4 separate regions of the Sus scrofa genome follow, and regions 1, 2 and 4 are each linked to region 3. The links are chromatin contacts, called in public Hi-C and HiChIP or PLAC-seq maps. All regions are on one chromosome and are shown on one strand. The core of a region is the stretch at or near the end of the contact, and the rest is flanking DNA. Distances in the headings are between cores, read along the strand shown.

Evidence for each region. A called contact is a pair of places that touch in the nucleus more often than the background predicts. HiChIP or PLAC-seq counts read pairs in DNA pulled down with a chosen protein or histone mark.
Region 1: a contact with region 3 is called in an H3K27ac HiChIP or PLAC-seq map of alveolar macrophages. The contact joins the promoter of CLIC2 here to the promoter of FUNDC2 in region 3. A contact is called at or near these places in 1 of 5 promoter capture datasets (liver) and 2 of 2 datasets of contacts at active chromatin or transcription factors (alveolar macrophages and skeletal muscle).
Region 2: an H3K27ac HiChIP or PLAC-seq map of alveolar macrophages shows a contact between it and region 3. The contact joins the promoter of VBP1 here to the promoter of FUNDC2 in region 3. A contact is called at or near these places in 1 of 5 promoter capture datasets (liver) and 2 of 2 datasets of contacts at active chromatin or transcription factors (alveolar macrophages and skeletal muscle).
Region 4: a contact with region 3 is called in a Hi-C map of liver, with 3 times the contacts expected there. The contact joins the promoter of DKC1 here to the promoter of FUNDC2 in region 3. A contact is called at or near these places in 2 of 47 Hi-C or Micro-C datasets (liver and skeletal muscle) and 1 of 2 datasets of contacts at active chromatin or transcription factors (alveolar macrophages).

The regions. Positions count from the first base shown.
Region 1 is chrX:125,558,719-125,561,418 of Sscrofa11.1, reverse strand. CLIC2 (chloride intracellular channel 2) reads left to right here and starts at 1,360. Exons shown (of 6, transcript NM_001244428.1): 1 at 1,360-1,475. The coding sequence starts at 1,419. LOC100620916 (histone H2A-Bbd type 2/3-like) reads right to left here and starts at 1,058. Exons shown (of 5, transcript XR_002340766.1): 1 at 262-1,058.
Region 2 is chrX:125,484,090-125,486,789 of Sscrofa11.1, reverse strand. It overlaps VBP1 (VHL binding protein 1), which reads right to left and starts at 1,433. Exons shown (of 6, transcript NM_001244980.1): 1 at 1,331-1,433. The coding sequence starts at 1,423.
Region 3 is chrX:125,352,583-125,355,282 of Sscrofa11.1, reverse strand. It overlaps FUNDC2 (FUN14 domain containing 2), which reads right to left and starts at 1,251. Exons shown (of 5, transcript NM_213743.1): 1 at 1,119-1,251. The coding sequence starts at 1,251.
Region 4 is chrX:125,217,579-125,220,278 of Sscrofa11.1, reverse strand. DKC1 (dyskerin pseudouridine synthase 1) reads right to left here and starts at 1,351. Exons shown (of 15, transcript NM_001142668.1): 1 at 1,324-1,351; 2 at 610-680; 3 at 92-178. The coding sequence starts at 1,339.

The sequences.
Region 1 (2,700 bases), core at 111-2,610, 210 kb before region 3:
GTACTGTCCTCCTGAACTGCTAATCTCAGTGAGTGGATCCGCATCTTGGCACAGCGTGAGCATCCATTGATTGTCTTTGGAGTGAAAGAATGAATGAACAGAGTAAAAACATGGCCAAGGCATTCACCGGGTCCTGCCAAACAAACAGCCAGGCCCACGCTCACCCGCAAGGTCAGCTCAGCAGACGTCGATCCGAATGTCCCTCTCACTCTGCCGACCATCTGGGAAATCATCGGGCCCCACACCTCGAAGAGCACTCACCTTCCTTCCCATCGGCAGCCACTCCTTGCCTAAAGCCTGCAGGTGTGGCACGGACCAGGTTTTGCCCGGAGCCTCCCATCCGTAAATTCTTCACGTGCGGACGATGGCAGGTGCATCACGTACAGCCCACATGGGCACGGGGGACCTTTGGTGTCGTAGAAAGGGGGTCCCCAGGGCCCCCAACAACGAGCGGATCTATGTTCACTTTGGCTCCAGGCAGAAAGAGACTCTTCCTCTCAGAGGGGGGTTATTCCTCCAGGGCCCGCCTCCCGCCTTCTTCGTCCTGGCAGGCAGAAAGCACGGCTGCCAAAAACACTGCAGCCAGTGAGTGATCAATCTGGGTAGTTTACTGCTGTTCCCAGTGTTAACAAGCAGAGATACAAAACAGCTTGTGGTTCCTGGTACCGTTACCACAAGCAGGAAGTGATCCCTCCCGGTCCGCCCTTCCCAGAAATAGAGAGGTGGGACAAGCAAAGATGTCCCCAGACTCAACCAACACAGCAAACATTCCTTGATTATAAAAGAGAAGTGAAATTTGCAACCCAAAAGGGAAATCTGACCTTGTCAGCAGCAGAATTGAGGGGGCATGAAGTACACTCTTTTTAAACCACCTCTTAGACAGTGTCATTAGATAAACATCCTTTTCAATGTTAAAAACCCAAGCCATTTCTGGCCCTTTTCCTGGAAGAGCTTTTTGCTGCTGCCAGTTTACAAGAACAGCCTAAGAGGCCATTTTCTGGGCATGGAGCCCAGGCTTCAAAAGGAGGCCCTAGAGGCCATCTGGTCTGCTTGATATATTGGAATTTCATGTGTGTGTTTGTGTGTATGTGTTTTTCCTATGCTGAGTCATAGCATTGAAGCCTCTCTGGAAACACCCACACCCTTCTAGCCAGCCAGTTTATACACACCCCTCTAGCTCCTATTTGGTTCAAATGTTAGGTTAAGAGGAAGAAGGAAAACGAATTCAAGAGCTGCTCTCAAACATCTAGAATTTTCTGCACCCCACCTCTCGAAGAGAGACCAGCCCAGCTCTGACTCTTACAAACTGGACTTCCCTCTTAAAGCACAACTTTCATTTAAGCCTTTTGATAAAACGGGAAGAAAAGAATTTGTGTGCAGAAGGTGAGGGGCTGACGACTGGAAATAAAACCAGAAGGATGGCAGGTCCCAGGCCCAGCAGTCCAGCAGACCCTGAAATTGAGCTTTTTGTGAAGGTAAGTTTTCTAGCTATAATGACAGTATACAGAATGTATTCTTTATTAACCTTGAACCTCAGCTTCTTTTTTAAAACGTCAACGTTTCAACTAGAGAGAGGAAATAGTTTTATCATTATATACCTAGTCTGAGCCCTAGAAGAACACCTGAGTGTTCGGCTGCTCTTAAATGGTGATAGAAAAATATCCCATCTGCAAAATGCAAATTACGGTGGAAAGACAACTAGACTTGTTGGTCGTTCGAGCGACTAAATGTCCTTCTTCATGGCTTCCTGCGTGACCTCCGACAACCCCGTCCCCCTCTTCGTTTTTCCACTTTTCCAAAGAAGGAGCCTGACGAAATGATGCTTGCGGCCTTTCCAAGCTCTCACCGTTGTGTTTCGTGTTTCGTGCGGACTGAATGTGGGAGGCGAGGGCCGAGAGTGGCCTGAGGGCCTCCGCTCCACACGCAGTCCAAACGCAGCTTTCTGAAGCTCGCCCACGCCGGACGAACATTGCAGCAGGTCCCTTGGCCACACAGGGAAAATCCAGGACTTGCGTGCCTGTTGCATTTTGCCCGAGTCATTTGGTTGGTTTCTGGTTTGGGGTTTTAATGTCTTAACTTTTCAGAAAAGCCCTTTGGAAAACCCCCAAAGCAGGAGGAAGGAACATGTGTTTCTAAATTAGCTCATCGAGAAAAGAAATTTTTGTGTGGGTTACTCCAAATGGAAATTCGTTTCCTAAATCCTGGCCTATGTTAACCATTTTTCTCTGTATTTTCATGGACTGTTGGAAGTATTCAGAATGATGACCATAGCAAACTCTCATGTCGTGCGTGACCATTTTCTAAACACACATAGCATCTCATTTATTCCTAACGGCAATGTAGGAGACATGTTAATAGCAGTAAAGGAGTGTCGTCAGTAGCAGTGGTGGTGGCAGGACTCAAAATTGCCCTCATCGTTTCTAGATAACTAAGCGCAGGCAATAACGTCTAACTAACTTGCCTCTGAGACGACATTGCCTCTTGATGGCTTACCAACGCACCTTAAATAACGTGTGCTTACCAAACATGGGGTTAAACGTCATTGGCCAAGGTAATAACTTTACGATCATTTAAAAGTATTTAACAACTGGTCACATATATACACCAAGGATGTAATTAACCTACCTTTTCAAAACTATAGGAGCGACACTCTTGAATTCTCCAGAGCAAAATAGAATATTTTGCTGGACTCTGGGACAT
Region 2 (2,700 bases), core at 184-2,683, 130 kb before region 3:
GTGGCAGAGCTTGACAGTAAGGAGAGGCTCTAGAGTCCTACAGAGGGCCCAAGTTCAAACCCTGGATAACTCTCTGGCACCCTGCGTGACTTGGGGCAAGTTACTCCAGGGTTCTGTGCCTCAGTTTCATCATCTACAAAATGAGAATAACAGTACCTGCCGCCTAGGGTTTTGTAACAGCATGAGGAAAGTGGCTGGTATTTAAGAAATTGTATCTCTAGTTAACAACTAGGTGGGAAATGAGGGTAAAGAAATAAAACGGCACAGCTCAGGGAGAAAAGACAAAATAAAGAAAACAGTAGAAAACTGAATCGGCACATGCAAATATGCATAGTGTACCTTAAGAGTGGCCTAAATAAAAGAATAAATAAAATAAACGGGTCTTTTGAAGACTCTAAGATATGATTAACAAAAAGGTGGAGGAGATAAGGCAACAGAGGCACAAACCAAAAGGTCGAGAAACTTCCACAGAGATTTCATAGTTGTTCAGCCAGAAGTGAGTGGACAGAGACGGGTTATATTGGTCTGGAAGGGCAGTCAGGTCTTTTCTCATTATTGAAAGAGCTTTCAAATACTATTTCGAGAATTTTACGGAAGCGCAGGAGTGGAAGCGTCTACTTGCTTCTCTTTGTTTGGACTCGGGTTGGTCTCCCCATTCTGCGAAGCCTCCAAAATTGCATTCCCTGCTTCGCCTCTGAACTCCACCCGATTTATTCTCTACTAAGTTATTAGGACGACGTACCTACAAGCAAACAGGCTGTACAGTGGCCTTCTTTAGACACCCGCTGCCCACTGGCTAAAGCCTCCGTGCCTCAGCAGGACACACAAGGGCCTCACGTTCTCACCGACCCCACTTCCCCGCCACTCGGCTCCCCCAAGGCAACAGACCAGGTGCCATTTTCCTACTTCCACACCTTAGCCCCAGCTCTTCTGCCTACTCACTGCATCCTGTCACCATGTGTACACCGCTCCCTCCAGCATCTACGCTGAGTCTCCAGCTCCTCGCCGCCTCCCTTTCTCCAGGCGGCACGGGAGGAAATCCCGCGTGGGGCGGGGAGGAGGGGCTGATGGGGCCGCCCCGCCCCCGCTCCCGAGTCCTCCGGGCCCCACGCCACCTTATCTGCTGGGGCCTCCTCGGACCGCGTTGCCCGAGGGCGGGTCCCAACACAGCACAGGGCGTGCCGGCGCGGAGGTGGGAGAGGACGGAGCACTCTCTCAGGTCCTCCCGCTCAACTCCGTCCCCCAACGATCGAGGCCGGGGTCGGGGCCAGAAAGGAAACGGTCGCCCACCACACAGAGACAAGATACCGAGGACCGGCGTGCCTCTTACCACAAAAACGGCCTCAGGAATCCCTAGGTGGAGCCGCCGCCCGTTCCCTGCAGCCACTTCTCCCAAACCACAACCGTCCTTAGCGTCCGCCATCTTGGGGAAGCGAGCGCGCGACAAACTGCCTCTCGGGCTGCCAGCCGCCGGGGGACTGTGATTGGCCCGCTCACACCCGCAGGCCCGCCCCTCGCGTGTGAGTCTGCGCATTCATTGGCGCACAGGAAGCAGCCGCCCCTCTCCCTTCGGATGAAACTCCCGACCATTGGATGCTGATTGGCTGCGTACAGGTGAGTGACAGGCGCGGAAGGGCAGCTGAGGCGAACCTGGATCTGCAGCAAGGACCAATACCGAGTCCTGGGAAAAGGGGTTCCGGCGGTTTTGGGGGTGGGCGGGCTGGAGGACCCCGATGATCCCGTACCAAGCCGGGACATATCCCACTGCTATCCTAGAACAGGCAGCGCTCTCCAGAATAGCCTTCGCGAGGCGACACGATCCCTTTTGGAATACAAGCAAATCCGGAACCTAGACGTCGCCACTGGGCTTGGGTGTCCTTCTGGTCCCACCATCCTAGCGAGCTTCCTGACCCTTGAAGGGGACTTGCTTTATGCTTGCTTCCACAGGGAGCGGTGGCCTGATTCTAATAAATACCCTGTCCATTGCATCAAAATTTACCAAAAGCCACCTTTGATCAGCCTCTCACCACCCCTGCTCAAACGTTTTCAAAACTTCAGTGTACATGCAAAATCCTAAGAACTCTTCCAATGCTCCTAGGCCCAAGGACTTCCCCAACATCATCCACTGCTGCAACCGTTTGAAAGTAACTGCGTTATACAGGCCCAAGTAATTATTTTTCCATCTGTTTTCTGACATCTAACCACCATGTTTGCTCCTACGTTTGCTTGCACTCGAGTGCTTCACGGGGAAGCGGTGCTTCATCCACTCGTACGAAGCCTACCATAAGCCAGGCCCTTTCTGAATAAAGGATATGTCAGCTCCCTTACTTAGTGGGGACAAACATATAATAATAGCGATGGACATTTATTAAAAATGGCTATGTGCAAGTCACGGGGTCATGTTATTTAAACCCCTAGTTTGTAGACAACTAAAGGGACCCGAACAATCGGTAAGATAATATAATAAATGCTGTAACAGGCACATTTAGGGTAGGAAAGGAGCATTACCTAGGTCATATTTTAAAATGAGAATAACAAGGGTGTACTAACAAGGCTGCTGTAAAGATGAAATGAGATTATGTATGTAGAATACCTAATAAGGATCTTGCCACACAGTAGGGCCGAAGTAGTGAGGGAGGTGGGATGGAGGTTGGGTACGGGGGAGGGGCTGAAGGAAAGGGGAAGGGGGCGGGCAGAGGA
Region 3 (2,700 bases), core at 2-2,501:
GTGGTGTAGGCCGGCGGCTACAGCCCCCATTGGACCTCTAGCCCGTAAACTTCCATATGCTGCGGTTGCGTCCCCAAAATGACAAAAAAAAAAAAATTTCTCCTAACAATTTCTGAGGTGTAAATATCTGATCAACCTATACGTTTTACCTAACTGAAGTCAGTCTGCTCTGCAGGAAAATAATTACATTGCACATTTCAACACCTTAGAGTCACCTGAATCCAGCGGTGTCCAGGTAAATGTTTACCAACCACGCTGGGGTGGGAGAAGGGCTGTTTAGTAGTCTATACCAATTTCGAGGTTGTATCTCTCACCCTGAGCGTGACATCACTAAATTGTGACATCGCTGAACGCAGAGTTGGGAAGAGAGCGAGTGTACGATGCTGTTATTTCCACCACAACGAACAGATTAAATAACCTCAAGAGCAAAACATGGCAAATAATAAGGAAGTAGAGTTTTGATAATTTTCACTTTGTTTTTAACATAAGTTATGTAATCCTAAATTATATAATTGAGTTTTCGATGACGGCTCTGTTTAGCAATCAGACCTTGTGAGCCGGGTACCGAAGTGAATGTAATCTGAAGCATTCGGCGAAGTGGGATAAGCAGCACGACAGGAAGCCGTGCGTCGCATCACAGGGACTCTGACTAAGCGGACCAAACAAAAGACGATGCGAAGTACCGCACCATGTGGACGACTCTTTCAAACCCATCGCAAGCGCAAGCAGAGGCGCCTTGCATAAGAAAGACGCTGGCCAGATGTTTGAGAAGACAGTCCAAAGGGACAAAGCTGTCTTAGTCTCAAGGTGCCGGACTGCTTCCGAAAACAGGAACAAAATGTCTCCGCGCCCAGGCTGCCGTGGGCGGTGCCGGAAGGCTGGGCGAGCCCGACTGGAGACCACACCCCGGAGCAGTTCGGCTCCAGCCGGGGAAGTGACCTTGGCCGGACCTTGGGGGCAGCTGGGCTAGGGACGAGCCCCGGGCGCCCTACCCGCCCCGGCGCCGCTCAGGTTCCCAGGGGAGCTCTGCCGGGACTAGTGGGCGCGGAGCCCTTCCCCTTCCGGAGCCCGGGAAGGCGGCTCCTTGCGGCGCCGAAAGCGCGCGCGCCCTCCCTTACCTTGACTGGCTGCGGCCATTTCGGCGAGCTGGTCTCGCGATGACACCCGCAGGGGCTCCGCGCGGCAGGACGCAAAGTACCGCGCCGCCGTCGGCGCCGGCTGGCTTCCGGCACGTGGGGAAGATGTTTCCATTCCCACGGCGGCGGCGGAAGAGGGCGGGCCGCCTACGGGGCGGCCCCGCCCCTTGCCCGCGCGCAGCCGCGTCACAAGACTCAGCGGGCGGCGTCACAACCCCCCCTCCCGGCAGCCCCGCTGGGACGCGCGTGCGCAGAGAGCCTCCCTGGACGGAGCTGCTGGCCTCCGTGTGCGGGGTTTGCCGGCTTTTGCCTCCAAGGCAGGTCTTCGGCCGCGGCCAGCGGACACCCTCTAACTAGCAAAGACTGTCTTACTCCTTACTTTACTAAAAATAAAGAAAGCTGACGTGTTTGTTTGTTCCTACAAACATTGATCAAATATCACTGCCTGGTACGTGTTCTACTAGAAGAGGACATTTAAAAAATGTAGCGATCGCAATAACCACGGAGAGTACTAAGAAAGAAAGAGCTTAGGACGGTTCTCAGAGCTTTCTTTCTGAAAGGCTCTTCCCGGGTTAAAATGCTCAGTTTGGCTTGAATAAAATTTTCCATTTCTTATAAAAAAAAAAAAAAGAGCTTGCTTGCCGGCGGCTGCCCGCCCACCGCTAAACTACACCTCTAGCTGCTGCTCCACCCCAGTTCGTGGCAACTTCACCATCCCCAAAATCTCGCTGTTATTCTGAACGGCTCTCTCCCAATCTCTCTCTCTCAGCCCGCAAATGCAATTCCTTAGTAACCAGCATCAGGGCCAGCTTCAGCTTCACAGTGAATCCAGCCATTTTCACCCCTCCACTGCTACCGTCCTAGTCCCAAATCGCTGCTAGGATTCTCCGTTAACAGGTCGACCTGCTCCGACACTCCCACTGCTGAAGTCTATTCTCTCAGATGTGTCCAGAAAGCTCAGGACCCTCCTCTAACTCAGAACTCTTCCGTGGCTCCCCACAGCCCTCAAGGTAGAAGGCAGAAGCCTTTGCTGAGACATCACCTTCTCAGTGAGACTTTGCATGACGATCCTCATTTAAAATTGCAACTGGAGTTCCCTTTGTGGCTCAAAGGAAACCTACCCGACTAGTATCCACGAGTACGGGGTTCGAACCCTGGCCTCGCTCAGTGGGTTAAAGATCCGGTATTGCCATGAGCTGTGGTGTAGGTCGCAGAAGTGGCTGGGATCTGGTGTTGCTGTAGCTGTGGTGTAGGCCTGCAGCTGTAGCTCGGATTCGACCCCTAGCCTGGGAACTTCCATATGCGGTAAGTGTGGCCCTAAAAAGCAAAAAAATAAAATAAAATTGCAACCTGGTACACCCCTCCTTTCCCTTCCTTCTACTTTTGTTCCTCTTGTGCAGAGCCCTTATTTGCATCTAACACACATAAGTTACTCAAGTATTACAGGTATTGCTTATTGTCTCTCAGTTGTTTACATTTTTCACTGCTGTGCACCAGTGCCTAGGACAGCATCGGGCTAGGCCAAATGTGTGGTTGTGTACTCTTTGGCAAACCATTTAACCTC
Region 4 (2,700 bases), core at 102-2,601, 140 kb after region 3:
GCTGCACAAACTGGTTCAAGTCTGTACCGGGAAGCTAAGTACGAAACTGAGAATGGTTAGAAGTGAGGCACCGACCTGACAGCATACGCACCTTTAGCAACAGGGGCCACTGAGATGTGTCCAACTGAGCCACTTTGGATTCAGGTTTGATGAGAAACTCTTCAGCATGCTGTATTTCCTGCCACAGGACAGAAACACAGCCTGTTAGACTTCCCACTTGATTCTGAACAATTCCATTCCTACCACACAAGTCTGTGCCTTTAAAATAAAAACCAAAGTAGCCTGTGCCTTCTCACCAGGACCTCCAAGGGAAAGCGGCTCAACAGCTCAGAAGGGTGAGTAAAGTGCCACCAAGATATGTGGCACAGGGTATGTGGGTGGGATAAGAAAGAGAATTTCAGGCAGAGCAGTTGGTGTGGCCAACACCCTTTAGCAAAGGCTACCTCTTTAGACAAAACGCTTAGGTTGGCTGGGGTTGTGCAGTTTCTACCCAACCACCACCCAATTCCAGCCCATTCTGCAGAAACCTTTAAAGAATTATCTTCTGTAACTGCTGTCTCAGTAACCTTTCTTTTTAGTAAAAGCGAAGTAAAAGAAATTCCTACTCACAGCCACATCTTCTTCTGGTAATGATTTCCGCTCCTTTTTCTTCTTATGCTTCTTCGGTAAAATAAGTACTTCTACAAAACACGCCAGGATTGGAGTTTTCCCAGAAAATAAAGACGACCAAGTTTAAGTCAGAGAAGGCCACCAGGGCAGGTAGGAAATGCACCGCAGGTGAGACGACGTGGGGGACCACATGCGCGGGCTGAACGCTCGGGTGACGACAGCACTGCACGTGTCGCCTCCCGGCCCGGCTCACCACGTGGCTGCGGCGGGGCTTAAACACGCCAGGGTGCGCGGCCCGCGGGCCCCTAACTTTCCTAAGTGACCGCGGATAATCCCCGAAGGCTAGTGGCTCCCACAACTTCCTTTCGACTTAGGGCTACGCGCTCGCCCGAGCCCCTCCGGCCTCTTGTCGGTCCGCGGCGTCCGACCTGGTGGCAGCGGACGCCTTTTGACGGCGACCCAGAGCCCTAAGGGGCCCTGGATCGCCGGCGGGAGACCCGGGCCGTGTGGCGTCAGGCACCGAGGGGCCCCTCGCTCTCCCGCCCTCACCCGTGGAGCCAAGGCCAAGAGACAAGGTCGACAGGAGGCCCGGCGGCTAGAGCTAGCAGAGCTCGGGCCTCGACGTTGTTCCCCGCACCACCGGCTCTCCCAGCGACGGACCTGGCCCCGGCCGGGGGGATTCAACCCGATCGCCCGGGGAAGAACGACACTTACCTTCCGCGTCCGCCATGTTGCCCGGCAGAGCGTGTGAGCCGCGTGGGCCACCCCCGAGGAAGCGACTACAGACTCCCGCCGCCGTCAGGCCGCGCCGCCAGGGCCCGCCCACCTGTGCGCCGCCCCGTGCGTGTCGTGCAGCGGGGCGGGGTGGGCGGGCTCGGGCTGGCGGGGCGGAGCCCGAAGCGCGCGCGAGACGGCCGCACGATCTCATTGGCGGAAACCCCGAGCCGCGGCTCTTGCGCGCGTGCGCCTTGGGCCTCCCCCACCCCCGTCCCGCCCTCGGCGGCTGGGTCTGGGAGCGCCTGCGCCGCCAGGCCCCGAGGCTGGGATCCTGTGGGCGTGGCCCCGGCGGCCAGTGGGCGTGGCCCCGGCGGCCAGTGGGCGTGGCCCCGGTGGCCGCCCGCTCGGCTCCGGGGCCTGGACCTCGGCGGAGCACCTAGGCTCCCCGCTGAGCGCTCTTTGCGTCCTCTCGCAGGCCCTTTAAGGTTGGTGCCGAATCAGCCTGGGTTAAGAAACGAAGACGTTGAGGCACTGAGAGCTGGAAAGTCACCCCGTCCAGCTAGAGCGGCACTAGCCAATAGAAGTGGAGTGCGAGCCACTTGTGGACTTTTAAATTTTCCAGCCGCCACTTGGAACAAAAGGAAAAGGAAAAAGGTTAAATTGGTTTTAATAGCAAACTTTTTTGAACTCAGTGATCCAAAATATTATCTTGTGCTTTTAGAAGGACCAAACTTGACTTCTGCAGTATTCGTTTAAGAAAGGCTAATCATGAGGAAACATCATGAATAATGCAACATTAGGCAAACCCAAACTGAGGGAGGCCTGCATTCTTAAAAAATATGTAGAGCATGAAAGACAAAGGTTCTAGATCTGTTCCAGATTAAAGAATAATAAAGAGGCATTGACAAATAAAAAATATATATATTATCATGTCTGTAAACCAGCTATAATGGAAAAATAAAAATCATTAAAGTAAAACTTAAAAAAAGGAAAAAAAATTATCGTGTCAACTTATGAGCAACAGACAACATTATGAATGGAATATTTTATAGGGCTTCTTTTCTGTACCAAGTCTTTCCCGCGTGTGTTTTACGCGTCTGGCAAGCCTCAGTTTGGACTCCACGACTGGGCTCCATGCGAAGTGCTCTAGAGGCACAGCTTGCTTGCGGCTGTGGAATCAGACAGCCAAGGAAGACGTGCCCCCAGGTTCAAGTGCTCTTCCCATATCACTGCTGCTCTTCTCACTGCTGTGTCTCTTAACTGGGAGTCCTTAACGGAGCCTGCGCAGACGCGACTGATCCCTAATTCTTTATTGTGATCGTAAATGGAATATGTACCATCTTTTCTAATTCCTCGCTGCTGATAAAACAGGAC